2 separate regions of the Zea mays genome follow, and region 2 is linked to region 1. Evidence: chromatin contacts called from public Hi-C data. All regions are on one chromosome and are shown on one strand. The core of a region is the stretch at or near the end of the contact, and the rest is flanking DNA. Distances in the headings are between cores, read along the strand shown.

Region 1 (7,552 bases), core at 2,525-5,024:
CAGAAAGGCTCAGCTTCACTTCGACAGCAACTTTCTTTTCCTCAGACATCCCTTCGGAAATTCTGCCTCTCGGCTCCGAAGCTTAAAACTAGAGAGGCAGTCAAATATTTGTGGGCAGAAAGCTATTTAAGCAGGTGAAACAGATGGCAAGAGAGCGTGCCAAATAACTTGGGGTGAGCCCTTATTTATACACCCAGTATGTCGAAAACTGGAGGGTCTCGCTTGTCAATGACTGTTGCTATTCTAGCAAAAGGAAGGTGTTTTTTCGGACCTTCGGCCCATAGCCTTCGTCCATATCGCAATATAAACTTGTCTTTACAACAATTTAATATTGCGAGGGGCTACTGTTGGGGGGCCTTCGGCTTCCGAAGGTCCTCAAAAACGTAATTTGACTTTTCCAAGAGAAATATGTGAACAGGTGCCTTCGAAGTCAGATTGCGAGTGTACAAGAGCATGGTTAAGACGAAGCTTGACTGGGATGGCGATCACGACGAAGGATAAGACAATCACGAAGCTATGTGCAGAAAAGCTTCGGCATAACGACGGGAAGGGGAAACCGACTTAAAGATGAAAAGCCAAATTAGACCTCTAAGAATTACTGTAGAGTTATTGACAAATGTAAAGGGTATTAATGTAATTTTGCATGGGCTGCGACCCATGCCTATTAATAGGTGAACAGTATTCCCGTACTATTCACGCTGACTTGGCATTCACTTTTGCGTCACGCCTGTATTTTCATTCTTTCAAGCGGAAGGTACACTTGTAACTTACTATTGTTTATACAAGGAATATAAATGGAAATAGATTAATAATAATGTTTACAAAAATTATGTTACTTTCTGTATTTTGTATGAATGTTCTCCATCTTTTATCATGATCGTGAAGGTATGTCCTTCATGACCTTCGTCCTAGATTCATTATATCCGAAGGGAAATAGTGATCCGAAGGACGAAGGGCTTTGATATTTAACATTTTATGTTGCCTTGTTCTTGATTCATAGCATTTGAGAACAAGTCACCAGCAGAGAGTTTATGTAAAAAATAAGTTGAAATTATATATAAGTGAGTGTTTGAACCTTGGTTGTTGGCTCCACATTCACACGCACCTAATCAATAGAAAACATATATTTTGTGCTTTATTAAAACACGCTCTTTAACAAATTTATCAAGCGAAGGGGTAACGGGTGCTCTCGGCTGTCCGATCTCAGATCGACGACTGAGATCAGATCCCGCGGGCAAGCGCCCGCGCGCGGGCGCGAGCGAGCGCTGACAGATGGGCTAGGGCGGTCAGCGGTTCAGGGTGAGGGCGGGCTGACCGGTTGGGCCCAGTGCTAGGGGCGCAGGCAACCAGCGAGTGGGACCCAGGGGCAGCGGTGCTCACGTGAAGCGGTATTCAGTGATCTGGACTGCTGGATCGGGGCTGAGCGGTTGAGATTAGGCGCCTAGGGGGTTAACGGTTGAGATTAGGGCGGTCAACATGTTTTAAGTTATATAGCTGAATGCCCGTGCGTTGCAACGAGAATATATATTATGAGTATACTACGATAACTTATATACAAAATGTGTGTTATATCGTTATGAGAAAATGTTTCAAAATCAATTTATGATTCTGGCCATACATAAATTTTGTTATTTATAATCTATCTGTTTCACCACTACATTGCAACCATCAGTATCATGCAGACTTCGATATATGTCACGATTTGCATGGTCTCATCATTATAGAGCATGTTCCACACATACCGGAAGAAATTACATCGTACATCGTTAGTCATCAGATACATACCACCATACGCTTTTGCATAAACAAAAAGGCAAGTGTATGTTTGCGAAGAGAATTAAAGGCAAGCCGACACAAAAGCTACCCCAACGATGGCGAGGATGACGAACTGGTCATTGTTGTCGGTCCTCCTCTGCGTCACCTCTGGCGCCAAGATGACGCCACAATCCTCGATATAGTAGTCTTCGAATGCGCGCGACATACCGAGTACTGATGACTCTTGGCTGGGCTGTAAAACGAAGTGCACCCCAGGCTCATCAGCAAGGTAGTACCCCTGACCGTTGCACCACTAGATGCGCTACTCCTCTACATACATCCTCTACATACATCGTGTCCAAGGACACTCATACAACGTCAGCAACGACCATCGTCTCAGCGCACAAAAATTCATGGCCAGTCAGTAGCGACTTACGTGACAGGTTGGGCTTCAGGTGGACGATGAGCTGGACGACGTGATGGTGTCGTCGTTGAATGCAGTGCTCAGAACAACCCGAGAGTCACCGATGTTGGCGACGACTATGAGGTCCCCCTGCTTGATGATGGACAGCGCGGAGCAGCCGCTCTGCACCGCGTCCAAGCGGCGGCGGCGTCAGAGCTTGTCGTACATAGCGGCACATGCGGCCACGTAGGGCTGTTTGTAGAGGTCGAACTGGCAGTCGCCAAGTTTCTTCTTGTCGTCGATGAGCGACCCCAACACAAGTGCCTCCTGCTAAAGATGTTTGTTTAGGGTTTTCAAGTAAGAAACATGGATTCATGTTTGGTGTTGGTTTATAAAAATGACTCACAAGTCAGATCCATAGAAAAAATATTACGAAGAATAAATGTCACGCATGCAAAAAAAAAAGAATTTAAGTTGAAAATATTATTCAAACAAAAGAAATTGCATGTAAGGCTCTTCTTTAAATACTACTCACTCCATCCAAAAATATAGTTCAAGAATTTCGGTGATACTTATCTAATATTTGTGCAAGGATAGCAGGTGGGCTTGGGGAGAGATGTAGTAGATGTGTTTTCTATTATAGATGTAGACATAAACACACATGTGGTGTAGTGGTAGCTACTGCTAGCATTTGCTTGAGAGGTCATGTGTTCAAATCCCTTGGGCCATGTGTATTTTTTTAATTTTAGCTAGGCGCCGGCTGTACGGGGGAATGAGAATGGGAATGGGCTATGCGCGGGGAGGAGGGAATCGGAATGACAGAACAGAGAATGGCCGACTACTATTGAGAGGGGATGATTGAGGTTTTGAATAAGACGACCTTTGCGTTTTGGATTTGGATCTTTTTCGTATTTCAAAATAGTGAAAAAGTCAAATAAGAGGTGTTAAGCTTTTTATCATTCTGGCATCGAGCTATTTTGCCGCAGGACCTTCCCTACAGTATCGTCACCGCAGTAGAGTTTAACCACTAAATTCGGGATGGATTGGTGTGGTTCCTCTACGCCTAGGACACCAGAATATCGAACCATGAACGAGAAAATGCATGAGAGAAATATTGGCTAGTAATTGTGAAGTCCCAATTCTTAACTGGAAGGGACACCAAAGGACTCTGCCCTCCCTCTCTATTTATCCAAGAGATGGAAGGGTAGAGTTTTTTTTGGTTTTTTCATCTTTTCTTTTCATCAAAGAGTTGAACAATGAAGATAGATGGCAAGTGCCTGATCGATTTGATCAGGTCGTGTAGGAACAAGGTTCAAATCGTTCGTTCGTTAGGATGCCTCAGCTGCATACATCACTGCACTTCCACTTGACACCTATTTAAACGGCTCGTCTCGCCGCTACGTAGTAGAGATTTTTTTGCCAAACTCATCGTTTGGGTAAAAAAAAAAAACTAAAATTTTCGACAATGTCCGATACGAGCAAATCCATGGGCTGTCGGGCCGTCGCAGCAAGCCGTACCCAACTGTGTCCACAGCCCACTCGACGCCCACCTCATCTCGAGTCGCCTCTAGCTCGATCTCTCTTGCGGCCTGCCGTTTTCGTCTCTCGGTCTCTCCTTCTGAGTCGACAACTCGACACCAATCCCCCAATCACAAACCCTAGGCCGACAGGCGCAACGACGCGACGGTGCAACAAGCGGACAACGGCGACCGCGCGGCCACCGCTTAGTGTGCGAACTCTGCAGCGCGCCAGCGGAAGCAGAGGAGGCGTGCAGCATCTGGCGTCCCGGCCTCCCGGGGTCGAGTTCGAGCGCCGCGCGCACACGTCCGCCAGATGGTGTGTAGTAGCGGTGGTTGGGAATATCTAATCACCCAAATCCTGGTCTGACACTGTTCCACTGATAGAATCAGTATGTCCGACGCTGAGCCACCTCCTGCAATGGAGGAGGCCACGCTGACAACGCCGGATGTTGTGCTAGGCGAGGGATACAAAGATATCGAGGGTCAGAAGGATGGCCGAACTTGTTATGGTGAAGGTGGCGATGTTATAGTGGCTGATGAGTTCGCGGGTATTGTTGAAGACCCCAACCAACCCGATGTTTTTAAGGCTAAAGAGCCAGAGGAGGGTGTTGATGTAGGGGGGCAAACTAATGTCATTAGTGCTGCTGTGCATGTTCTCACAGAGGTGGATGCTGCTGTGTCATCCTCCACACTGGTGGATGATCCCATGGAGGTTGGCATGCAAACCAAAGAGGTTAGTGCTGCTGCGGATGATCTCATAGAGGTGGGTGCTGCCCTGGTACCATCTGCACAGGATCACACAGCAGTGGCTGCTTGCCTGGTTAATGATGACTGCAATATAGTTATCACTGGTGGTGTGCATAGGTCGGATGACCAAACTGTTCAGGAGTTTGGGGGTGACTCCCTTGACGCTGATGAGGTTGCTCCCTTGGTAAATGATGTACAAGATGACAGTGCAAGGATTGATATGGATGTTGCAGCTAATGATCATGTGCATGCTCAGGATCAGGAAAGCTCACAGTTGGATGTGGCTACAGCTCTGTTAAATGAGGTGGAAACAGAGATTGCCGAAGCTGGAGACCATGTTGTACAGGACTGCACAAATATGGATATGCAGATCCAAACTGGAGATGACAAACATGTTGGCACTATTGCGGACACTGCCACAGATGAGGAGGGCAAGCACATGGGTGAAGATACCATGGGCAGAGATGGTAGTGAGAAACATGATGGGGCAGTCGGTGTTGATGTGTCTGATGAGAGGGTAGAAATGGGTAGGGGTGGACTGTCTGGAGATGATAACGAGCAAAAGGAAGTTGCAACAGCTGATGAAGATCGTGTGGAAGAGGAAGACATGCAGGTGGATGCCGTAAGCATTACTGGAGACATGGTTGAGGAAGGCAGAATTGCTGTTGAATACATTGCAGGCGAAGCTGTAAATGGCAAGGATGGTATTGATGTCCCTGAAGAAAAGACTCCTCAGATAGACAAGGCTGGTAATGATATCCCTGAAGAAGAGGGTCTCCAAATGGGGGGAGCTGGCTTGATTGGCAATAAAAATGGGCCGAAAGAGGCTGTGATAGCTGATTACCATGGAGTGGAAGAAAATACCATACTGATGGAGGCAGCTACCACGACTAACAATGATGATGATGATGACAACAAAATTGTTGGTGAAGATGTTGCAGAAGCTGTCAATGACATAACTGGTGATGGTGTCCCTGAACAAGAGGCTGCACATATGGATGACGATGATGACGATGAGCCACCTCCTTTAGTGGCAAAGAAAGGTGGAGGGCGTCGTAAGAGGGGCCGTCCATCTTCCAAGGTCCAGGCTGTGGTGAAACCATCTGTAAAGGGGAAAGATGAAGAGGAGGTTTGCTTCATTTGCTTTGATGGTGGTGATCTTGTGATTTGTGATCGTAGGTTTGTGCATCACATGGAGTTTTTTTATTTCTTTATTCCAAAATACGGAAGATCAAACATGTTACATCTTTGGGTTGATCACGTCTTCATTTGTATGTCCTCATTTCAGGGGCTGCCCTAAAGCTTACCATCCTTCTTGTGTTAATCGGGATGACGACTTCTTCAAGTCAAAGGGTCGGTGGAACTGTGGTATGTGCAGTAACTTTGTCTTACCAACCTCGTTATCTTTACATTTTTTTTTGTATTTGAATCATGTGGACAGTGGACGTATGGCTGGACGAATTACCCGTGGTCGGCTCGGCTCGTTTGATTTTTTTACGAGCCGAGATGACATCTTAGCTCGGTTTGTTAACGAGCCAGCTCGCGAGCTCAATGAGCTATTACATTTCAGCAAAACGAAACTATATGCATATTGTTTACGCATGAATTAGTGAACATGTTATATGTATGTGCGGTGCCTATGGCTTGTGGTTGAGTACTTGAGTTGATGATTAATGAACTGTGTCTTTGTATTAAATTGGTTTGTGGTGTTAGCTGATATATCAGACTTGTGTCTCCTGCCATATAGGCGCAGGATACCCTACCATACATGTGCAGGCATCCTTGCCTTTCTAGCTACAGCCGCATATAGGAAGATATGGATTCAATCCTCCCATTTAGGGGCAGAGATAGTTTCCTTCCATTCCAGGAGATCTCAGGGTACTGTTTCTATAAACCTGAGATCTCCTACCTCTCTGTCCCTCTATAAATATGTGCGCCTGTACTCCTCTCTTCATCAATCAGTACAGACAGCAATTATCTTGCTATCATGGTATCACGAGTTCAAGTTCATATCCTCCTTCCGCTGCCCTCACGCGCAGTTCTCTAGCTGCGCCGCTTCCCTCCCCCTGCGCGCCACGTCTTGACTACGCCCTCTTCTTCCCTCTGCGCGCCATCCAGGCAGCGCCCTCCCCTGGCCATGGCTGGTCTGGAACAGCCACCCCTCCTCGACGACGCTGCGACCCAGGTCGCAGCAGAGCATGAAGCTCGCCTCCAAGCTGCTGCTAGGCGTGATGCTGCTCTCGCCCAAGCCCTTCAGGCAGAGCAGGAGGCGGCCACCGCGGCCCAGGAGCGCGATGTTGCCGCCGCCCGTGTTCGCGCTGCTCTCGAGCGCGCAGCCCATGCGCGCGCCCTTGCTGCTCAGACTGCCGCCGATGGCAGCCCTGTCGACGATACTCAGTCCCACCTCTCTGATCCAGCGGGTGGTGCTGACAAGGGCCTCCACGACACCATCCTCCTTCACGAGGCTGCTGCGATCGTCAACCTCCACTCCCAGGCCGTCACTGTGCAAAACATCCGGAGTCTCGTTCACGTCGTCCTCGACCTCGCCAACAACAACTACACCCGCTGGCGTAATGTGTTCCTTCTCGTCACTGGCAAATACTCCCTGGACAGCCACATCCTCGACGACACTCCCGCGCCTCACTTCCCCGACTGGGCACGCATGGACTGCATTGTCAAGTCCTGGATCTCCGGCTCCATCTCCCCGGACCTTGCTGAAATGGCCATGGAACGCGGCGCCACTGCCCGCACCACTTGGCTGACTCTCGAGAATCAGTTCCTCGGGAATCGGGAAACTCGCGCCCTCCACCTCGACGCTCAGTTCCGGCACTTCGTCCAAGGTGATCTACCTGTCTCCGATTACTGTCGCCGTTTCAAAACCATGGCAGATGCCCTCGGTGATCTTGGTGAACCAGTCACCGACCGGACGTTGGTCCTCAATGTTCTGCGCGGCCTCAGCGACCGGTTCTCCGACATCGACCGTCATCTTCGCCTCGGTCGCCCCTTTCCGACGTTCCACGACGTCCGGGCCACTCTCCTGTTGGAGGAACTCACGATGGCCCATCGTGCGTCTTCTCCATCCGCCGCCCTGCTTACCTCCACCAAACCTCCACAAGGCGGGACTTCG
Region 2 (7,552 bases), core at 1,997-4,496, 220 kb before region 1:
TAAAGTAGCAAAGAGATATTTCAGAGCGGGAGAGGAGGAACATGAGGGAAAATTTTGAGATCAATCACCTTTACATATAGATAAAATGTGAATATTAAAGCAAATATAGCTACAGCTTCATTATCGTAGCTGCCAGCAACAGATCTTGAGATGTATGATGGGACCTGCATATTGGCAGGGAGTAATAAGTAGGTTCTTTCTTAAGTGACGCTTACAAGATAGGATCAAGCATATACTGCAAAACATCTAAAACGGGTGAAAACCTATTAGAAGGCCTTGCTTTTTTACATTCATACGGAAAAGGCTGGTGTTAAACATCATAATTAAATGACAGGGAAACCAATATCTCGCACATACAAACCCAATTCGTAACATGATTGTCAGTGGTAAGAAATTTTCATTGTTCACCAGTTCAGAAGTTAGCTTTCCTTCATGGTCTCAGGCTCTCAGCTCACCATTTTGGTTTTTTCCGGTTAGCAGAGCAGTAAGTGATGAGGACATTGACCCTCCAACGGTCCAACCAGTACGCAAGGTCCAATGTCCCAAGCTCAAATACGACAATAAAATTTAGAGGTGAGCTCATTCTTAAGCGATATTTTTTATAGTTTTGAGAATAGATTGCTATCTGATGATGTTATCTTGTTTAGTAATATTGAAGAGGGTCATGAAGTACATCGGAAAAGGTGTAGAGGTGGGAAAGACCAGTGAGGACGTCCAAGACCAGCCGGAGGCCTAGGCTAACTCGCATCGGCCTTCAGGACCAGCATGCAGTAAAACGGATACTCAGGACGCATACGGACTTGGTTTTTGACGATCCATGGATAGAAAGCTATAAGCTACCTAATGTCTTTGGTTTGAGGTTTAAATTCCACCGGAGTTAACGGAAATCATAGAAACAAGCAACGTCTAGAAACTGTTACAATGCTATGTCACGTCTTTTGGTCAGTTGGGCCACTTATCATCTAAGAGCCTGTTATGGGGCCTGTCCAAGAGGTGTGACGACCCTTACACCATATAATCAGTAGTCGATGTCCATGTTAGGCTCGGGTCTTGCTTTAGATCAATTTGTCATTGAACAGTCGTTGTTATTAGTCGTGATTTGTGAAACCCCAACTTTGAGTACTTTAAAGTTCTTGCTTATGTTCTTCGTTTCGCAGCCAGAGATTAGCCTTCTTAATGAGGTCAACCGGATCAGTGACATGGTTGATAACCAGAGGAGTAATTGTGCTAAGATTGTAGGGTTGGGTCTTTTGATCTAGAGTCAGATCGGTATGTCGCATTCCACCAAAACAAGAGTTACCTTGAACCTCATGAAAGATCGGGAACCTCGTCCCCATCAGTGAGCCTTTTACATGCGGGGAATATGTCTACTTGTCAACGATAGGCGAGACTATTTTAGATGAATGAGAAAAATCAAAGGCCAAAGCAGCTCCTTCAAATGTTTCAAACATAGAAGCTCAGAAGTGATTCGATAATAGCTGTACTTCCTTTTCTTTAGTGTTCCAAATTTAACCAAAAAACAAACATACCACTGTGAACACAGAACTGTTCAAGGAGAGCATAGGCAAACAAAGACTTGCAATGAAAATAGGTTGTTCAGATCATAATAACTAAAACAATGACATGCCAAGACTTTCCCTGCTACACTCAAAGACAGACAATATTGACAAAGCTAACATATCCTTATCTAATTGCTTCATTCTTGATACACCCCAAAAAGAATAGAAGAGCAGAAAAAATGTAGATCAAGCAAACATATCAAGGATCTAGTATTTTTCAGACAAAATACATAGTCAATATAACAATTACCATTGCTAGAATAGTTGCTGCCATCAAACCAGCACCGGGGCCCTTTGTTTCCTAGAGACACAATAGTGAGATTACTAAAGAACTTTAGTAATCCAGTGTAAGTGCATGGGTTTTTAATATAAAAAAACAACCTTGGTTAATAGGTAAGTTGCCCAGGACGCATTGACTGAGAAAACTGGAGCAGTGAATACACAGACAGTCTCCACCGACAATGGGATGTTAAGGGAATTCAACAACCTATGCCAACCAAACAATTCAGTCATGCTAACAGTAGTTCAAATCTACCAATGAAGCATTTCTAATAGTATGCATTGGCAGTCACATACCACCATATTGTACCAGCAGTAAGTGTCAAACCAGGATAGACAGTGCCACCAATAACACGCCCAAGAGGATACCTAAAAGCAGGTGACAGTGAGCATAGAAATAACTGGAAAACAAGGATAGATTCAAGTGTTCTTGGAAATGTTACCATGTTCGGTCATCAAACCAGTTCCAGAATTCATATATGCCATTCTTTGACAAGAACTGAGACAAGGGGGAAATTACAATGAATCAAAATTTAAGTGCATGTGCACAACTGCTTTTGAAACATTAAGACACACTAGTAAAACATTTGTGCACAAATCCAAGCAGCAAATGTACATTGGAAAACATTCCTGCCATTTTATTCACCCAAATGTTGGGACCATTCAATACACCCACATGTCACCTGAGACTATACAACAGTGTATATTACAATAGACAATTTGCAAAGAAGTCTAGGGATGCAAGTGGTACCCAGATTTTTCCTGGTCAGCTAACTAATTAAATACAGTGGCAATGCCATTTTCAAATTAATTGCATACCAAGTTTTGTGTCGACCTAGTGACCCAAAAGAAATGGAGCTCGCATGTCTACTGAAGTCCCTAACCCCATAACTCGTTGAAGAGAACATGACTCCTAAGCGAACTCAACACCTGAATCCTGATGCATCCCAATAAGACAATAACAGGCTGTGGACAAACACAGAGGCACCACGGGAAAAAACCTGGGTAACGCGGTAATTGAAGTAGGGATCGAACTCGTGGATGACGCTTTCGTATTTGATCACCTGCGGCACATCAACGGACCAGTAAGACAGGCATGGGCCCGGGCAAACCATGTTGGGATTCCCAATTCCCAAAAGGATTTAAAAATGGTGGGGTTCGGATAGATCTTACGGAGAATAGTCGGATGGAGAAGGCGAGGACGCCGATGAGAAGGAGGGTGAAGATGCACAGCACTCCGCCGAAGGCGTTGCGGAGGCGATCTACGCTTCCGCTTGACGCCACAGAGGACTGGGGCTCCGGCATTGCTGCTGAGAAGAAGAGTTTTGGGTCAGAGGAAGACGGGGAAGGCCGGCGGCCGGGAGGCGGAGGTTTATCGAATTTTTTCGTGTTTGGCGTTTGCACTTTGGAGTATTGGACAGGGAAAAGAGTCGGCGGGTCCTACGCTCGGGCAGTCGGACACACCGCGAGCGCAGCATCGACCACCTAGCATCGTCCGCCGCGAGGAGATTGTACAATTTGTTTTTGCCGGCAGTTTTTTTTTTCTGATCCCTGGGAGAAATTTGGGATTCTGTCATCATTCTGCCATTGTTTTGAGGGACTTCACTCTAATGTCATTATAAAACATGTCGCCCACCTTAAAATGTCATTGGTCGTTTAATAAACAAAAAAAAAAGATTCAACTGAGTTAGAGGAGACGAGCTGCCGGATTTACCCCTGCCTCGTCCTGACAATTTCTCCTGCAGCAAGAGCGAGCAGCTATGGGCCGCCTATAGCGCCGGTCAATCCCCACTCCACGTCTCCATCGACGGCGCGTACCCGGTGGTCTACATCACCTTCTCGCTCCTCAACATGCCGGAGCAGCTCAACATGACTCCATCGTCGCCGTCGTGCACCACATCGCTGGCTGGACCCCCTGTCCTCCGACCACCGCGGCGCGTGCGGCAACGAGCTGTGTGCGCGTCTGGCTGCATCGTCGAGGAGTTACAGATGGAGCAGTCCGTGCAGCCGTACCTCTTTGCGTTCGCTGCCGGAAAAAATTGATGGCAGAATAAATTTCAGAATGGAAAGGGTACTGTTCACTGTTAGATCTTTTATAGGTTTGACCCATTTATTGAATAAACTCTAAGGTGTGTAATGGTGGAGAATACAAATAGTACCACATTGGAAGTCCAAGGGTCTTTTGGCTTGACTTATATGGTGGGATTTATTTCACTTAACTTGAGAAGTTAAGAAAGGGACAAGGGCGTGTCGCGCGCGCGTCGCCGCCGGCCGGGCGGGGCGTGGTGTGGTGTGGCACCTGTCTCTTCGTCAGCCAGCCGAGTGACCCTTCTCCTTCAGCTGACCGACTCATGACGTGACTCGGCGAGTGCTGGCCGACTCATGGCATGACTCGGTGACCTTTCTCCTTCAACTTCCCTCTACAAGAGGTTAAATAGAGGGAGCACCACTGTCACTCGGTACAAGCGAAAAACCACTTTCAGAATCACAGTCCAGCCGCCGAGTGAGGGTATTTCCATCTCGTGACTCTGCGCGCACAGAGAAGCGAGAGGGCAGGTGCCTCCGGAGCCCTTGCCGTTCGAGACCTTGCACGAGGGATCGGCAATTAGGTTTTTGGGGAGCGTCTACGCGACTGCCCAAAACATCTCCAACATGACAAAAGAAGCTGGCCAAGGATCTGGATTATCAGAGCGCATGGGAAGGTATGATCAGTTTATTTACTTACTGTTTTGCGTTCTGGAGATTATATATGTCTCATATATTCATCTATGTTGTTTCATATGTAGAAATGATTTTATCTTATCTGTTCTGCCTTATTATAATATGATAGATCTGTCTGTTTTAATTTTACAGACATGATGTTCATGTTTCTATCTGTTTATTTTCAATTGTTCAGTCAGATTACATGTTTATCGTATTTATATGATTTATATAATTCATATGCTTTATGTTCTCATGATCCATATTGTTATGGATATATTTGATGTCATGGTTAATTATATTTCATATGTCATCATCATAATACTAATTTATGGAATTAAAATGATACGGAAAATGTCTATAATTCTAACAATCCAAAAACCTAATTTTAGGCATTTTTCTGTCAGAGGTTTTGCTGCTGTGCTAAAGCCTGATCCTTTTGATGGTAAAAACTTCTTGATATGGAAAGCTAAAATGGAATTGTGGCTAACTGCAATGTCTTGTTTTCATGCCGCTGAGGGCAAGCCTGCCAACTTACCTCCTGAGGATGAGGCTAAGTTTAAGGCTGAAGACAACCTCTTTCGAGGAGCAGTAATTAGCGCACTGGATACAAAATTCCAGAAAAGCTATATCATCCTTCCCATAGGGAAAGAGCTGTGGGATGCACTTGTCGGAAAGATTGGAGTAACTGACGCTGGTAGCGAGTTGTACCTCATGGAGCAGCTGTATGACTACAAGATGGTTGAGAACCGATCTGTAGTGGAACAGGCTCATGAGTTTCAGGCACTAGCTAAGGAACTCGAACTTTTTCCTTGTCCTTTGCCTGACAAGTTTGTGGCTGGCGGTATAATCGCCAAGTTGCCACCATCTTGGAAGGACTTTGCTACCTCTCTCAAACATAAGAGACAAGAGTTCAATGTGGAAGAGCTCATTGGTACTCTTGATGTTGAGGAAAGGGCTAGAACAAAGGACAGTGGAAAAGGTGTTGAGACCTCTACTGCTAATGTGGTGCAGAAGAGAAACTTCCGCAAGTTTAACAAGAAGAAAAACCAGAACAAACAAGATAATGCAAATAAACCTGTTCATACAGCACAGTTTAAAAAGAAGAACAACAATAACAAGGGAAAGGGAGGATGCTTCGTCTGTGGCAGTGATCAACATTGGGCAAGAGAGTGCCCTGATCGCAAGTTCACTCAAGACAAGAAATCAGCTAATGTTGTAACCACTGAAACTGGAGATGGAACATCTGGGTATGGTAATTCTTTACCATTTGTTCTTTCAGTCTGTAATTCACCTGAGTGGTGGATGGACAGTGGTGCAAACATTCATGTGTGTGCTGATGCCTCTATGTTCACTTCCTATCAGGTCGGGAGGTCTGGCGCCTTGTTAATGGGAAATGGGCCGCGTGCTCATGTTCTTGGTGTTGGTACGGTCATTCTGAAGTTTACTTCGGGAAAGACGGTGCCATTGAAGAGCGTGCAGCATGTGCCCTCTATCAAGAAGAATCTCGTTAGCGCCTCTATGCTATGTCGAGATGGATACAAAGTTGTTCTTGAGTCTAATAAATGTGTTGTGTCGAAACATGGTAATTTTGTTGGTAAAGGATATGACTGTGGAGGCTTGTTCCGCTTATCACTGCATGATGTGTGTAATAAACTGGTGAATTCTGTTCATTTTTCTGATGAGTCAGATTTATGGCATTCACGTTTTTGTCATGCAAGCTTTGGCTGTCTTATGCGGTTAGCAAATATAAATTTAATTCATAAATTTAACTTGGTCAAAAAGTCTAAGTGTCACATGTGTGTTGAATCAAAACAACCCCGCAAGCCTCACAAGGCTGCTGAGGCGAGGAGTTTGGCACCTCTAGAACTTGTTCATTCTGATCTGTGCGAGATGAATGGAATTTTGACCAAAGGTGGTAAAAGATACTTTCTCACTTTTATAGATGACTCCACTAGATTTTGTTATGTGTATCTCTTAAAAACAAAAGATGAAGCGTTCAATTATTTTAAGGCCTATAAAGCTGAAGTTGAGAACCAACTTGAGAGGAAAATAAAACGGTTAAGGTCTGATCGAGGTGGAGAATATTTCTCTAATGTGTTCGATGAGTTCTGCGTGGAACATGGTATTATTCATGAGAGGACACCGCCATTCTCACCACAATCCAATGGGATTGCTGAAAGGAAAAACCGCACTCTAACAGATTTGGTGAATGCCATGTTGAGTACAACGGGATTATCCAAGGCATGGTGGGGTGAGGCGATTTTGACGGCATGTCATGTCCTGAATAGAGTTCCAACAAAGAACAAAGAGATCACACCATTTGAGGAATGGGAAAAAAGAAGATTAAATCTCTCATATTTACGCACTTGGGGTTGCTTGGCTAAAGTGAATGTGCCAATCAACAAAAAGCGTAAACTTGGGCCTAAAACTGTTGACTGTATATTCCTTGGGTACTCTTTTCATAGCACTGGGTATAGGTTCTTAATTATAAAATCTGATGTGCCTGATATGTATGTTGATACTATCATGGAATCAAGAGACGCAACATTTTTTGAGAATGAGTTTCCCATGAAGAATACACCTAGTGATACAAGTCATGAGACTATAATTCCCCATGAGCACGAACTGTCGATTCCTATAGATCATGCTGAGGATTCTCACATGCACATCCCTGAGGAGGATGACATTATGGTCACTCGAAAGAGCAAGAGACAGAGGGTTACAAAATCCTTTGGTAATGACTTTATAGTGTACCTTGTGGAAGACACACCAACTACCATTAGTGAGGCATATTCCTCTCCTGATGCTGACTTATGGAAGGAAGCGGTAAGGAGTGAGATGGAATCTATTATGTCTAATGGAACTTGGGAGGTCGTTGACCGTCCTTATGGTTGTCAACCTATAGGTTGCAAATGGATCTTCAAGAAAAAGCTTAGGCCTGATGGTACAATCGAGAGGTACAAGGCAAGGCTTGTGGCCAAAGGATATACCCAAAAGGAGGGTGAAGATTT

Evidence for each region. Hi-C and Micro-C count contacts between places; a contact is called where the count stands out from the background.
Region 2: a Hi-C map of ear shows a contact between it and region 1, with 1.9 times the contacts expected there. The contact joins the promoter of LOC100279881 here to the promoter of LOC100194316 in region 1. A contact is called at or near these places in 5 of 25 Hi-C or Micro-C datasets (bundle sheath, ear, endosperm and 1 more).

What each region holds. Positions count from the first base shown.
Region 1 is chr3:201,874,518-201,882,069 of Zm-B73-REFERENCE-NAM-5.0, reverse strand. LOC100194316 (Zinc finger CCCH domain-containing protein 19) reads left to right here and starts at 3,774. Exons shown (of 12, transcript NM_001359453.1): 1 at 3,774-5,604; 2 at 5,714-5,793. The coding sequence starts at 4,070.
Region 2 is chr3:202,094,478-202,102,029 of Zm-B73-REFERENCE-NAM-5.0, reverse strand. It overlaps LOC100279881 (Dolichyl-diphosphooligosaccharide--protein glycosyltransferase subunit STT3A), which reads right to left and starts at 3,246. Exons shown (of 21, transcript NM_001152834.1): 1 at 3,012-3,246; 2 at 2,840-2,902; 3 at 2,282-2,337; 4 at 2,136-2,207; 5 at 1,941-2,046; 6 at 1,810-1,860. The coding sequence starts at 3,143.